2 separate regions of the Mus musculus genome follow, and region 2 is linked to region 1. The links are chromatin contacts, called in public Micro-C maps. All regions are on one chromosome and are shown on one strand. The core of a region is the stretch at or near the end of the contact, and the rest is flanking DNA. Distances in the headings are between cores, read along the strand shown. Region 1 overlaps Smyd3 (SET and MYND domain containing 3). Region 2 overlaps Smyd3 (SET and MYND domain containing 3).

Region 1 (4,501 bases), core at 1,253-3,752:
TGGCAGGTTTGACTATGGAGAATTAATAGGCCAGGTGTGGCTATGGGGAATTAATAGGGCAGATGTGACTATGGAGAGTTAGTAGGGCAGGTGTGACTATGGGCAATTAATAGGGCAGGTGTGACTATGGAGAATTAATAGGGCAGGTGTGACTATGGGTAATTAATAGGGCAGGTGTGACTATGGGGATTTAATAGGGCAGGTGTGACTATGGGGAATTAATAGGGCAGGTGTGACTATGGGGATTTAATAGGGCAGGTGTGACTATGGGGATTTAATAGGGCAGGTGTGACTATGGGGAATTAATAGGGCAGGTGTGACTATGGGGATTTAATAGGGCAGGTGTGACTATGGGGATTTAATAGGGCAGGTGTGACTATGGGGAATTAATAGGGCAGGTGTGACTATGGGGAATTAATAGGGCAGGTGTGACTATGGGGATTTAATAGGGTAGGTGTGACTATGGGGAATTAATAGGGCAGGTGTGACTATGGGGAATTAATAGGGCAGGTGTGACTATGGGGATTTAATAGGGCAGGTGTGACTATGGGGAATTAATAGGGCAGGTGTGACTATGGGGAATTAATAGGGCAGGTGTGACTATGGAGAATTATTAGGCTAGGTGTGACTATGGGAATTATTAGGCCAGGTATGACTCTGGAGAATTAATCGGGCAGGTGTGACTATGGCTACTAATGAGAAACACTTCTTAATCTTAGAAGAGGTCTTACTGCTCTGTTTGTTTTGTTGAGAAAAATCACCTTAAAGGAGGAAAGGCCTATTTTGCTCACGGTTTTAGTCTGTGGTCAGTTGGCTCCATTATTTTTGTGTCCATGGCAAAATAGCAAATTGTTGGTGCAAGTTGATGTGTGTACCTCATGGTGCATAGGAAGTAGAGAATGGGAAGAAAGGAGACCCTTGGCCCCCTAAATGACTTCGCTTCTTCACATCACACCCCACTTTCTGGTAAAACCACAGACTGGCCAATAAGCCATTAATATGTGGGCCTGATTAAACATAACACTTCCAGATTGTAACTGGGATTAGTTTTCTGTTGAAAACTAAAATTAACTGGGGAAGATGTAAGGCGATTGCTTCCTTATATTTCCATCTTAATGAGGTTAACATCATATATTTATTAAAAGATTTATAAAACAATAGCAGTTTCTGCCATATAAACAGGATTATCCGCTGTAGAATGTAATGTGGGTCTCTCCCTACCTGAAATCTTGGCTTTGAGACTCTGGGTCTGGAAGATGTTGCTCAGTAGACTGAGCTGCAGAGGTGATGGTGAGTCCCAGAGGTGAATGCTGTTCATCCTCCTTACTCAGGTTAGGGGTGAATCCATAACCCCACATCCTTAAGCCACGCATCTCTTTCTTTTCTTTTTTCTTTTTTTTCTTTTTTGGTGATTTGAATTCTTTCTTTTTTCCCCCTTTTAGACAGGGTCTTGTGTTGCCCAAGGTTAGACTCAAACTAGCTCATTAGCTGGTGATGACCTTGAGCTATCTCTTATCCTACCTCTACCTTTGCTAGTATAGAGAGTCAACACCACACCTGCTTTATGTGACACCAGGGGCAGAACATAGGACTCTATGCATGTTAGGCAACAATTGTACCAAGGAGAAACACCTTCCACTCCCTTTGAATTCTTTTATAATTAAACAATTTGTACATCTTTGGGCATTCTGAGATTAACTGTGTCTGTCTGTGGAGGGAAACTTTGGTAACCCAATACATGATATAACAAACCTATACAGTTGTTAGTATTTTCCTTGAATTCCCTGAGTCTTCTGTGTACCAAATGGGATGTGATCTGTACTGTTGCTGGGGATGATGTCGGCTTTGTGGCAGTGGAGGTGTCAGTTGAGAACCTGAAGTGCTTTGCATTAATTTTCTAAGTAGACAGAATATTATATCATAGCGGAATATGATTTAAAAGACCTCCTTTCTGTCGTGGTCCAGGGAAGCTTCTGTTTGAAGAACCGTGCAGAACAGACAGCTCCCTTTACCACAGCTGCTTTACCGTAATTCTCTAGTGTGCCCCCAAGAGTTGTTCCTCTGCTACATTCCCTCACGACCCAGCTTTGCGTGGCCGCTTCCCTTCGTGGAAAGAATCCTTCACGTATCAACTGTCCCCTGCTCACAAGAATATCTGTTTGCATTCCAACCACACAGGCCCCTCTTGTTTCTCAGGGTTGAGGGTGGATGGGGCGAGATGGATGAGAGTCCTTTTCATAGCTTAAGCAATCTCTCCGTCTCAGGGAGACAGATACAGTCTGTATGATGGATATGCTTTAGGGGAATGTGTTTTTGGCATGAGGCTTCTGTGTGTTTACAGCTTAGCACGTTTCTCCATCACTCTTCTCATTACGTGCTCTGTTTTTGTGGGTTCTGGGGAGTCTTTGAGAGGGAAATTTACCTTCCTGGGATCTTGTTACAGTGGTTGCCTCAGCCACACAAAACAAAACAAAAAATTCATGACGTTGCATGCGAGGTGTAAGGCATGCCAGGTGGTTTTAATATTCCTCCAGACACACAGTCTTTGAGTTTTAGATGCTTTCTTACTTGGGGATGCACTGGCTATAGAACTTGTTCTGCAGAGGCTCTGGGGAGAGGACAAGGAGGTGATGGTACACTCCTCATCACGTGCCCAAGCCCAGAACACACTTAGACCCCAGATTTGGTTTTCTAAGGAGGGTGCGGAGACGCTCTCAGAGTTGAAAATGAAGACCACATTGGTTACTTTTCAGAAAGTACTATAGAACAAACTTTTGATATTAGTTGAAAGGAATCAGATCTTTATTTTGCCTTTCCTTTATGAATTTCACCAGAGATGTAACCACTTAGCATGAGGAAAAAACTCCCTTCAGCAACAAAAGAAAAATGGCTCAGAAATTGTCTGGTAACCCCTGGGACAGTGAGTGGTTGTGAGTACCCCGGAGAGGCAGTGGGGATCACGTAATGTCAACCTGTGAGTTCCCCGGCCCGTGACTGCTCACCTATTTTGCAAACTGTCAACTAGTCAGGTTCTTCCAGTGACCAACAGTGACTGGAGGCAAGAAGGACAGGAGGACCACTGAGAAGACAGCATGGTGAGACAACTTGCCTAACAGCTCTCTAGAACAGATAGATGACTCGGATTTATCAATGGGAAGAAACATGCCAGGAAGGAATAACAAACCATGGGTGGTGACTGTATAGTAGATATCGGCCAGTGTTACTGTCTGGATCTGTTTCTGATCCTCAGTGTACAAATAAAGAACAAAAGATTATGATGTGGGAAAGGTAGTGCTGCCTAAGTATTTGAAGACATTAAGGGGGTGCTACTCACGTGTTTGAGGAATTAGAATATGGAGGTTAAAAACAAACTATATAAATGGAACTATTGACATCTTGGGGGATGAAACAATGTGGCAGTAGGATTTGCTCACGTAAGGGCCAAATGATGGAGATTGTACAGGAAGAAAGACTGGCTTGCATTAGTAAAGGTGGAAGACAGGTGCATTTTTTTCTTCATGTGCATGGGATGGAAATAATCTGTCAGAATATCTCCAAGAGGGAATTGTAGGTGAAGATATGTAGTAATTCTTAAAACAGTAAGAGATCAGGGAGTTAGAATCCTTAGCGGAAATCCTTTTGTGTTGAATGTTTTGGCCACTAGTTGGCTGTTGTTATTTTAAATTCATACATGTACCTGTCTACTTTCCCATGGCACTATTCATTTTGTGGATGATGCTCTTACAACAGAAGCAACTCCAGCAGAGTCCATTGGCTTGTGGTCCGTGAGCATCTCTGAACTGTCTATAAGTGGCTTCTAGACTTGGGGTGTTAAGATAAGGTTGGAGATTGCTGTCCCTTAGCATACCACTTCAGCATCTAAGTTTGTTTTTGAGGGTAGCTCTATCCTTTGGCTTGAGCTTTGCCTACCTCTTGAATCATGCAATTCACAAAGGTCACGGGTCCCACCTACTTGGTGCTAGAAGGACCTTGTCTAATTCCTCACTTGGTTCATTCAAGTGGCTGCCAATTAAGCATCTACCTCCAGGTTATGGTTGAGTTCCTATGGCAAAGACCCACCCCCCTCCTCCACCATTTCACCTTCAGAACTGTTGTTACACTCTGGAAGATTTTCCAATTACTACATCTAATTAGAGGGAAGAATAAATTACCGAAGCAAGTTAAATTATCTCGTGTGTCACAACAATAATTAACATTCAAATAGGAAACTGCTGCCATTTTTATAAACATCACTAAGTGGAGGCAGCACCTCCTGAAAGCAGGAAGCATGGGTATCTCCCTCGCTGAAGTCTGGCGTAAATAAGTATGGTTTGAGAGAGATCTGCTGGCCTGAGCGTGCGAGAGGCCAATACCACCAGAGGACATTTATATTCAGTGCGTTCACTTCTGCTTCCCTGGCAGGACACACTCAGCTCCACAGTGCTAGCTTGGGCTTGTATTTGTGATTTGTAAGGAGTGCCATAAGAGGGGACATACTTCA
Region 2 (4,600 bases), core at 248-2,747, 180 kb before region 1:
TCTCTGTGTCTGAATGTCCCTGTCTAGTAAACGGGACAGAAATGTGGTTCTCATAGGACTGTGGTGAATGTCGTATGAGGGTTCTCTAGAGAAAGAATGAATTAATGAATCCTTCTCTCTGTATAAAGGGGGTTTATCGGGATGCCTCACAGGCTGCAGTCCAGCTAATCCAACAATGTCAGGCTGTGAACAGAAAGTCCAAGAATCCAGGAGTTGTCAGTCCATGAGGCTAGATGTCTCTGCTAGTAGACACATCCCTAAGAGATAGGCTCTAATCTAATGCCAGTGAAGGAATGGACTTGGCTAGCAAGAGAAGAGCAAGCGGGCACAGAGCAAAAGCTTCCTTCTTCTAAGTCCTTATGTAGGCTTCCAGCAGAAGGTGTGGCCCGGATTATAGGTGTGTCTTCCCACCTTAAGATACAGATAAAAGGTGAGTGCCTTTCCACCAAAAGTCCTGACTAGAAGTGGATCCACACACTTCTAACCAAGCAAAAAATCTGTTGTAGGTGTGCCCTCTGCTTCTGGATTGTAGTTCATTCCAGATGTGAGATTGGCAGCCAGGAGTGGCAGTCACAGATTCTCTATACATGAAATGATCTGATGTTTGTGAAACGGGGAAGACAGCGTGTGATACCCAGTAAGCACCATCAAACTGCTTGATGACTAGGAAGTACCCCTTTCTCCAGGCTGGCCTTAAACACCTAATTTAGCCTGATAAATGCTGGCTTTCAGGCTTATGCCACCACATCTAGCAAGCATCCTGCTTTGGATGTACTCATTAAATGCAGATTTTACACAGAGGACTCTTAGGTCAGAGTGAAGCATTGTGTGTGTGTGTATACATGTGTGTGTGTATACATGTGTGTGTGTGTGTGTGTAATCTCTTTTAAAGTCGATTTTGTGTTTTGGACTAGTTTTGGGTATAGAGATACAAAGAGGTAACATATGTACTGTGCTTCTCAAACACACAGCTGTCCTCACGTCTACATCCCAGCCTTAAGTACAGTTATCACAACTCCTGACTCATGTGACACATCACCTAACAGCTAAAGTTTGTATTAAGATTCACTTAGTGTTGCATATTCTCTGAGTTTGGACCAGTGGGTGTGACATGTCTCCAGTTCCATCTATCCCCTCCTCTCTCTCTCAGTCAGTCCTGGCCACCGATGCTCTTCTTCCTGCCTCTGTGGCCTTGACTTCTCCCGAATGTCACGGGGATTTGGATCATACTGTGTATAACCCTTCCAAGTTTACTTCTTTCGCTTTGCAACATGCATTGAAAGTTGATCCTTGCTTCTGTGGCTTAATAGCTCATTTCCTTTAAATACTGAGCAATCCATTGTCTGAATAAAATTCTATTGCCTTTGAATGACTAAATGTCTTCCCTGGGTCTTGTCAGTGAGCTAATAAATAGTCTCTGAAAGCCAACAAAGTCCTCTGCCAATCTCCTTGGCTCTAGGCACACAGAAGTGATCAAAGCAGAAAGGAATGTTCCCTTGTGGGATCTCCTGCATGTTTGTGGCTTAATTATGTTTGCTTTCTGTCCCATCAGCCCAATTGGGAGTCTTGTCTTCTTTTTGGGACTTTTCAAGTGTGGTAATAGCCTGGCATTTCCACTAGGTGGCAGTAGGGTCATATATAATGAACAGTGCAAGGCACTGAAACCACTAGTTTGTTCATTAACAGAGTTCTTTTTATAATGAGTTAAATTTAAATGCTTGCAATAACTCTCCAGATATAATCATTACTTAAAATAGTACTTTCATTTTTTAAAGTTAACATATAGAATAATAGATTTCATTATGACATTTTCATTCTGATGTCCCCCACCCCCACTCCCCACACTAGGGTTTCTCTATGTAGTCCTGGCTGTCTTGGAACTCACTCTGTAGACCAGGCTGTCCTTGAACTCAGAGATCTGCCTGCCTCTGCTTCTCAAGCACTGGGGTTAAAGATGTGTGCCTCTACTCTCACAATCCTAATGAGTGCTTTTCAGAATAAACTCCAATACATATAATTTCTTAAATTCTTTAAATCTCTTAAGCTACTTGTTGTATGTGTAGGAGTGTTTTGCCTGCATGCGTGCCTGTGCACCGTTAGGTACTTTGTCCCTAGCGGGGCCAGAAGAGAATGTCCGATCCACTGACTGGGATTGAGGTCACAGACAGTTGTGAGCCACCTTGTGGCTGTTGGCAGAGCAACCCGTGCTCTTAACTACTGAGCCACCTCTCCAGCCCCAGGCCCTCAAATTCTTGAGTTTGTCTTCCTTTGATCAGTGAGGTGTTTACTGTGATCCTCACACAGGCTAGGCAAGGTCTAGTTTTGAGAGTTCAAAAGTTGAATACTTGTTCCTTGATGTCCTTGAGATGTCACGATTTGACAAGGGAGACCAGCTGGATTAAGGGATGTGTTACAGTGAGTGTATGTCCCAAGTGTCCTCGTTCGATGACTTTGACAGATGCACACCTATGTAACCTCAATTCCTGTTGAATTACAGATGACTAATGTCTTGGGGGTAATCAGAGGGACAGTTGAGCGATGGTGGCCTAACAGGCATTTCTGAGAGAACGACCTGGTGACTTTGGTTATTTTTTACCGGTTCAGCTTCAGTCCTTTTGAGTCCTGCACGTGCTTTGGTTCTTCTCTGCCATTTGTCCAAACAACACACGTGCGTTAGAAAAGACGTGCGGTGACTTTCAAAGAAAGCCCGGGCGTTATATTTCTGATGATACAACAAGCAAATCGAGAAGACTCTCAATCCAACAGCAGCGGGCTGTGGATTCACAGGATTAAATGGGCCAGCGAAAGCAGCAGGCTTCACTGAACACCGTCCGTGCCAGGCACAGCCTGAGTGTTGATCACAGTTACCGTAGCCCTAAGCACTGGTCATTTCTGGTTTTTCTCTTGTTGAGAATGGCAGCAAGGAAACTGATGTGCAGAAGATCACAGAGCTCATGTAACCGGTCGTAGCTGGAGGCGGCAGGTCTTGACAGCCTGATTCCACAGCAAGGTTTCCAATCTTGCCTCCAGAAGAAGGGATTTTAAATTACAGTAGGGAAAAAAAAATCACAAAAATAAAATGGAGATTTTGTTTTTATCCTTGTTTGGGGGAAGGAAAACGAAGAACACACGGGTAACAACAAGTGGTTGCTTATTCAGGGCCCGCTGTATGTGGCAAGGTGGTCAGCTACCCTTGCGTTGGCAGTTGGGAACGTTTAGAGTGGAGCCAAGGGAAGCCACCAGTATGCCCTGACTGGAGGCAGTTTGTGTGGGAAAGATGTACATGAGCCAGGAAAAGTATGGTATCTTAGCACCCAGAGGTACAGGCTCTAGGATTGTGAGTTCGAGACCAGTCTAGGTTGCACAGCAAGACTGTGTCTTAAACTAAACCAGGCCTAAACCAAAAAACTCAACCAACTTAGACAGACAGAAAATAAAAACCTATAGCATCCTCTGGTTGTTTCTGAATGAAATCAGGAGAAAAGTCAAGAGGCCTGTCAGTTACTGGTGGAGTTCTTACTGCTTTAGGCTGATTGTGGTTTGACTCTCGCCCCGTTGTTGGAGAAAGCAGTCTGAATTGTCCTCCTGGACCTCTTACTTGGCAGGTGATTGGCTGCCTTGGCTTGCTTCAGCTGTGGCTCAGAGTCAGTTTGTGTGTCTATACATTCTGTTTGTATCTCCTAACAGTTAGGTTGGGAGTAGGCACGCCTTGGTAAAGGGACTGCCGTCTAAGGGTATTATTTCCCTAGGCTAACACTTTGGTGTTTGGAAAGGGAAGAGCAGGGGATGGGTGAACACCCTGTGGACATCTGTTACATTTTCCCCTCGGAATGTTGGCTCTCCAGTGTGGTTTCTACACCAGCAGCGTTGACACCAACCTGTTAGCAATGCACAGTGTCAGGCCTCACCTCACACCCACTGAAGCAGAACTGGACATGTGAGCCCAGTGCTTCAGTTTTCACAAGGTCGGAGGGCATCTCTGCACTGCAGCGGAGACCCACTTGCTGCATAGGAAGGAGCCCTAATAGCAACAACTCAAGTTCGACTGCGTCCTCATTTCATAGTAAAGAATATTGACAACTAGCCTTGGACTTGCACAGGGTGATAGACACAGGATTAGATTCTAGGCTCGTCTTACTAAAAGACCATGAATTGTACTTCAATAAAATCCAACCAAACAATTTGAGAACAAGAAGGATGGGCATATGTGTGTGACTTCTCGACAGCAGGAAACTCGAGAGGCAGTTGCCAGTCATGAGATGTGAACTTAGATTAGATCCAGGCTGAAGCCAGGAAACTAAAGCAGTGCTTTTCTTTAATCAGTGGGATGAGTTTGTGTGTAGACTGCTCACTAGATAATATTATACACTGCGGTCACATGACAGATTATGCTTCTCTTAGGAACGACATGTTGAAGTTTTTAGGGATGGGTAAGATTTCTTAAGTTCTCAATTGGCTGAACAAAGGAACACGCGTGAGTATGTGTGAGAGACAGAACAGACGTGGCAAATTGCTAACACATGTTTAAGCTGGGGGGTGTGTGGTAGTGGTTATTTTGTCCCCTCCACCCCCACACAACCCTTTTCCTTGGTCAAGTGGG

Evidence for each region. A called contact is a pair of places that touch in the nucleus more often than the background predicts.
Region 2: a contact with region 1 is called in a Micro-C map of palatal mesenchyme, with 2.5 times the contacts expected there. The contact joins two enhancer-like sites. A contact is called at or near these places in 5 of 484 Hi-C or Micro-C datasets (CD8 T cells, gonadal supporting cells, liver and 2 more) and 1 of 9 other capture datasets (embryonic stem cells).

The regions. Positions count from the first base shown.
Region 1 is chr1:179,293,777-179,298,277 of GRCm38.p6, reverse strand. The region is part of intron 5 of Smyd3 (SET and MYND domain containing 3); the gene reads left to right. Gm31349 (a long non-coding RNA gene) reads left to right here. Exons shown (of 2, transcript XR_373746.3): 2 at 1-895. Among named protein-coding and RNA genes, the nearest start is that of Gm31349, 32 kb to the left of the region's middle. Within about 2 kb of position 2,502, at least 9 of the 459 cell types and tissues checked have an H3K27ac peak or open chromatin away from gene starts, as enhancers often do. A contact at or near this core is called in palatal mesenchyme, where this site is marked.
Region 2 is chr1:179,474,273-179,478,872 of GRCm38.p6, reverse strand. All of the region lies in intron 1 of Smyd3 (SET and MYND domain containing 3), which reads left to right. Among named protein-coding and RNA genes, the nearest start is that of Smyd3, 41 kb to the left of the region's middle. Within about 2 kb of position 1,497, at least 61 of the 459 cell types and tissues checked have an H3K27ac peak or open chromatin away from gene starts, as enhancers often do. A contact at or near this core is called in palatal mesenchyme, where this site is marked.